Regions from separate parts of the Gossypium arboreum genome. Here region 1 is linked to region 2. The links are chromatin contacts, called in public Hi-C maps. All regions are on one chromosome and are shown on one strand. The core of a region is the stretch at or near the end of the contact, and the rest is flanking DNA. Distances in the headings are between cores, read along the strand shown. Region 1 holds the start of LOC108460794 (UDP-glucuronic acid decarboxylase 1). Region 2 holds the start of LOC108457709 (ankyrin repeat-containing protein At5g02620-like).

Region 1 (2,700 bases), core at 86-2,585, 150 kb before region 2:
ACCGGCACCTCGATGATAATCCATAGCTAAGGTTTCAGCTGTCCTTTTCCCTTCATCATAGCAACTCCTCTCGCCTAACCAGATTAAGCCAAACAATAACGTTAGACGACATGAACAGAAAAACAAGCAACCAAAACAAATAATTGTTGTACGCTTGTAGCACTAGCTACTTTACCAATTGGATTGACATTTCCCCAATAGGTCTCTTTCTGTGGATGCTGAAGCGGATCGCCATAAACCTCACTCGTGCTTGTCAGCAAAAACCTAGCCCCAACTCTCTTTGCAAGCCCCAACATATTAAGAGTACCCATCACATTTGTCTTGTAAATTCACTAAGTCAAAGGATCTCAAATTGACATAAACATGACAGAAACAGCATTAAAATCCAGAAAAATAAATATGGTAAACCGAAATTGGCATAAACAATGGCAAAGGATATGATAGTCTTGACAGGATTGTATTTATAATGAACGGGAGACGCAGGGCAAGCTAAATGATAGATCTGATCCACTTCTAACAGAATTGGCTCAACCACGTCGTGTCGAATGAGTTCGAACATGGGATTCCCGAAAAGATGAACCAAATTGTCTTTCCTCCCAGTGAAGAAATTATCAAGAACAATCACCTCATCGCCTCTAGCAATTAGCTTATCAACAAGATGACTGCCAACGAACCCAGCCCCTCCCGTGACCACGACCCTCATTCTCCGCCGTCCAATCCCAACAGGTACCCGCCCCACCTTTCCATAAACGGCCCTGTTCGTACCGGATGAAAAGGAAGCCGAGGAGTCGTGGTTATCGGAAACAACAGAGACGTCGGAGGAGACGATGTTGTCCTTGGAGAAAGATCTGCGTATAGGGGAACGGGCATCGGTGGGACCCAAACGAGACAAACTGGGTTGTAGGATGAAAAAGGTGGAACCAATCAAAATGCCGATGAGGATAAAAAGAAGGCGTTGTTCTTTGAAGAGATAGTTAATGGATCTAGGGATAGATTTGGGGTGTTTTAAGGATTTGGGTGAATAAGGAGGCGTTTGTGTTGATGGGGTCTCCTCATCCCGCCTATGGTTCATGCTAGATTGCTTGTGCAACTGTTTCATGGCTTTTTTATTTCTTGGTTTTCTTGTTCTTTCTAGAAGGGGAGAAATGAAGGAGCCTTTAGAATAATTTGTTTTTCCTTTTGGATTTTTTCATTTAATGGAGAGGTTGAAAACGAATGTAGAAGGTGGAAGGCTGGAAGACGTTTCAATGATTCACTGGTTTTTAGCACCAAACGTAAATGGAGAGGGACGAGAGAGCTTGAGAAGGAATGAAGATAGAGAGAGAGAGAGGGGGGGGGGGGGGAGGGATGGGTCGTTTTGCTTAAAAGGGAACGTAGTCATATGATCCAAATTTTACTCATTTTATTTGTGGACGTACGCAGACTCACCAAATCCATCAGCCATCAGCCAGGCCTACCCCAAATGCGTACTGCACCATTGGGCTGCAAACCCGATGCCTAAGTGAAGTAATCCCCGCCCCATTTCATGGCTCCAATTAAATGTTATTTTCTTGGTGTAAGTGGAAAACTATTGATTAAAATTTTGAAAAAAATTATATTAACATGTTTAATTTAAGGGTAAATTCTTTAATTGATCACCTAATTTTTAAGATGTTTTTAATTTGGTCACACAAAAAAATTCTTACAATTTGGTCATTGTTATTAGAGAAAATTTTTATTTTACACATAATCATGCACACCACATCATCACTTTTTACTTTTGTTTTTTTTAACCTCCATTACTCATCATCTTCTTCCCCTTCATGCCATCCCCTACGTCCATCATTCCTCCTTTTTTTTTTTTCTTCCTTATGTTAGCATAACTAATAAAAGTTAGTTAGTCTGTTAGTAGTTCCACTATTAATAACGAGTTAACTGTTAGTCTGTTAGTAGTTAACTTGCATGGTTAGCATGCTTATTCTAGTATATAATAGCATGTATCTACTCTGTTCATGAATCAAGTAATAAGATGATATTCTCTTGATTGTATTCTTTACTTAGCTTAATATGGTATCAAGAGCCAGTTGATCCCAAGATTTTTTTTTTCTCTTTTCTCCTTCGTTTATCCATGTCGCAGCCTACCAGTCCCTCAGCTGCTCATTCTTCTACACCGGCCATGACATCTAGTCTTACAGATGGTGTTGTCGATAGCCGATTTTTTGCTACCAAGAAAATAAGTGTACTTCTTGATGATACTAACTACTTACTATGGCGCCAACAGGTTCTTTTGGCCGTCAAGATATACAAGCTTCAACGGTTCTTGGACACTGGTACGGTTCCTCCTTTTTCGCTAATTCCTGATGCTGATGGTGTGTTTCATGAGAACCCAGAGTTTGCTCGATTTGAGCAGCAGGACAGTGCTCTTGCTTCTTGGCTTCTATCCTCTGTAAGTCCAGCTGTTCTTCCTCATCTTATTGGTATGGACACTAGTGCCCAAATCTGGAATGCCATTGTTGCTCTATATGGCAGTAAAACTACGTCTAGGTTAATATTTTATAGGCGTGCCTTGCACTCTCAACGCAAGGGTAATCTGTCTATGAGAGAGTTCTTGGTCAAGATTAAGGGGTTTTGTGCTAATCTTGCAAGTTGCGGAGAAGTCATCAGTGACCATGAGCATGTCACAGCTATACTCGATGGTCTGCCACCTAAATATGAGTCTGT
Region 2 (2,700 bases), core at 61-2,560:
ATGTTTCTTTAAATTTCACTCTTAAGTAACTACTCATTTTTTATAAAATTATGATTTAGTCCTTCATATTTTTCCACTTATTCAATTCAATCTCTGCACACCAATTTCATGTCATAAGAAATGGGGTTATTTTTCACTTTTGGTCCTTCAGTTTTTCTCATATTTATATTTCAATCCTTCAATTTTTGAATAATTATATTTGAACCTCAACATTTGACACCTTAACAATTTAATCCTTACTTTAATTTAGTATCCCACAACAAACTTCTCAATTCAATTTTCTTTAATACACCTCAATCTTCTCTTTTATCATCTTTATATCATTTTCTCATTTTACCGGAAAATCAATAATACACTATTCAATTTATTACTACTTTATAATATATCAATTTTAAGGGTGTTACATTGGTTCCCAGAACGATTGGTCCAATCGGTTCAAAGCAAATAAATTATTACAAATAGAAAATATAAAAATCGATTCAATTGCTAATTCAACTAGTTTTTTAGACCAATTCAACTAGTCTATACCGTTTTGGCCCGGCTCAACCAGTTTGTACCATTTTGTCTATTCATTGAATCGATACCCTAGCTAGTTCTTGATCCAATTGGCCAGATCCGGTTTAGATAACTTTGGATTTTGGAATTTTTTATATTTTAAAATATTTTAAAAATCATTTTTAATTTTTAAATTTTAAAGAATTTTTATTTTTCATTTTATATATTTTAAAATTTATAATTTTTAAATTTTGTTTAAATAGGAAAAATATTTTTATTTTTTTAAAAAGTACTCCTTTTAATGGCTATGGACGAAAATGACAAAATATGTAAATGTTCGAAGGCTAAAAATTTTAAAATTTTAAATAATTGATAGACCCGCAAACCAGTAAGGACTGATTGAAATGGGTTTAAAAATAAGTTGAGTTGGAAAGTGAACAAATTTTTATAATTTTTTAATATTTTTATTTGATTTTTTTAGTAATTTAATTGCTTTGAATCAATTGGACCGGTTGTCAAGAAATCAGTTGATCAAACTAATTCGAATTTGGTTTAACTAGTCTGTAAGTCAACCGATTTTTTATCTCTCATCATATTGATACCCAAATTAGTTCTCGATTCGAACAATTAATTTGATCTAGTTTAGATAACATTTAATTTTATAATATTTTTTATATTTTTATTTTTAAAGATTTTTTTGTTTTTTCATAATTTTTTATTTTTTAAAGAATATATTTTTAAATTTTTATGTTTTTATTTAAAATATAAAAAATAATAATTTTATTTAAACCGCGTTTGTTAAGTGATTAGTGGCGGGCACGCTTTACTTAAATGATTAGAGGTGGCCCATTTGCTGCTTACGCGGAATTAAACCATTGGGGAACTCCATATTACGTACAACGTTGGACTCAAAGGTCGACTCCACCCAACTGTGGGAAAATCCAAGGCCAACGTTTCAAAGTTTTCATTTTTCAACCACTTGCTTATAACCTTTTTCTACTACGCTTTCGTCCATGCTCCATGCCTAACCCCTCTTTTGTCCTTTTTTGCTTCTATTTTCCCCTATTTTCTCCCCAGTTTTTTTGTTCTTCATTGTACCCATCAAAGGTTTTTTTTCGCCTTAATGAATTGTTTCTATAACAGAGAAGAGGAAAGCTTTGGTTTTTACAAGCCAGGAAGGAACCAACAACCATTGGTAAGTAAAAGAAGAAAAATTAAGAGGCATTTATTTATTTATTTTTTTACTTGGGATTCTTTGACTTTGTAGTTGGGGTAAATTTAACTACCAATCATTATTGTTGTCTTTGATTCATTGAATGTAGATAAAGATTAAAAAATGAAGCAAAGTTTCAAAACTTACAGTGTTTATCACTTCTTCTTTTTTTCTATGATTGCTGGTAATAATAATAGATATGAACTATGGATATTATAATCATGAGTGTGAGGGTTTTATATTTATTTTTTAGATTAAAATATGTGTACTGAATTTGGGTTGCAAGAGAAATTTTATGAATATGATATCTAGAGAAAATCAGGTTTGCCATGTGCATACATATCTCTTCGGTTTTTCTGAGTCATATCTTTTTTTTTAATATAACGATTTCAGGGATTCTTCATGTTTTGATCTGTATGTGTGGTAAATAACTGAAGTTTTTTGATTCAAAAGAAATCAGAACCATCAAAGAAAAGGAGGGAGGGGGATCTTGTTCTTTTGCAAGTTTGCATTAAAGGAGGCAAAGATACTATGGGGAAATAGCTAAGCTTTCAGAAAAAGAAGATGACAAAGCAACTAACAAGTAAAAAGGACGCTACACGGCTGCACTCGGCTGTTAGAGCAGGGGATTTTGAATTGGTTTTGGAAATAATTAATGGTCTTGAGGATGGAGAGTTGAAAGACTTGTTGTCGAAGCGGAATCAATCCGGTGAGACTGCCTTATACGTTGCTGCAGAGTGTGGTCATGCTGATTTGGTGAAGGAAATAATGAAGCACTGTGATATTGTTTTGGCTGGTCTTAAAGCAAGGAATGGCTATGATGCTTTTCATATTGCTGCTAAGCAAGGGGACTTGGGTGAGTTTCTTAGTTTGCTTCACTCCATGATCATGTTGGATATGAAATTAAGAATGATTATGAAAGTTCAACCCTGAAATTCCCTTAGCTAGAAATATTTGCTTTTAGGTTTTAAGGACTTGCAAGATTGGTTGTG

What was found. A called contact is a pair of places that touch in the nucleus more often than the background predicts.
Region 1: a Hi-C map of leaf shows a contact between it and region 2, with 5 times the contacts expected there. The contact joins the promoter of LOC108460794 here to the promoter of LOC108457709 in region 2. A contact is called at or near these places in 2 of 5 Hi-C or Micro-C datasets (both in leaf).

The regions. Positions count from the first base shown.
Region 1 is chr4:101,919,856-101,922,555 of ASM2569848v2, reverse strand. LOC108460794 (UDP-glucuronic acid decarboxylase 1) reads right to left here and starts at 1,335. Exons shown (of 6, transcript XM_017760449.2): 1 at 440-1,335; 2 at 176-323; 3 at 1-74. The coding sequence starts at 1,099.
Region 2 is chr4:101,766,962-101,769,661 of ASM2569848v2, reverse strand. It overlaps LOC108457709 (ankyrin repeat-containing protein At5g02620-like), which reads left to right and starts at 1,310. Exons shown (of 4, transcript XM_017756792.2): 1 at 1,310-1,690; 2 at 2,162-2,564. The coding sequence starts at 2,273.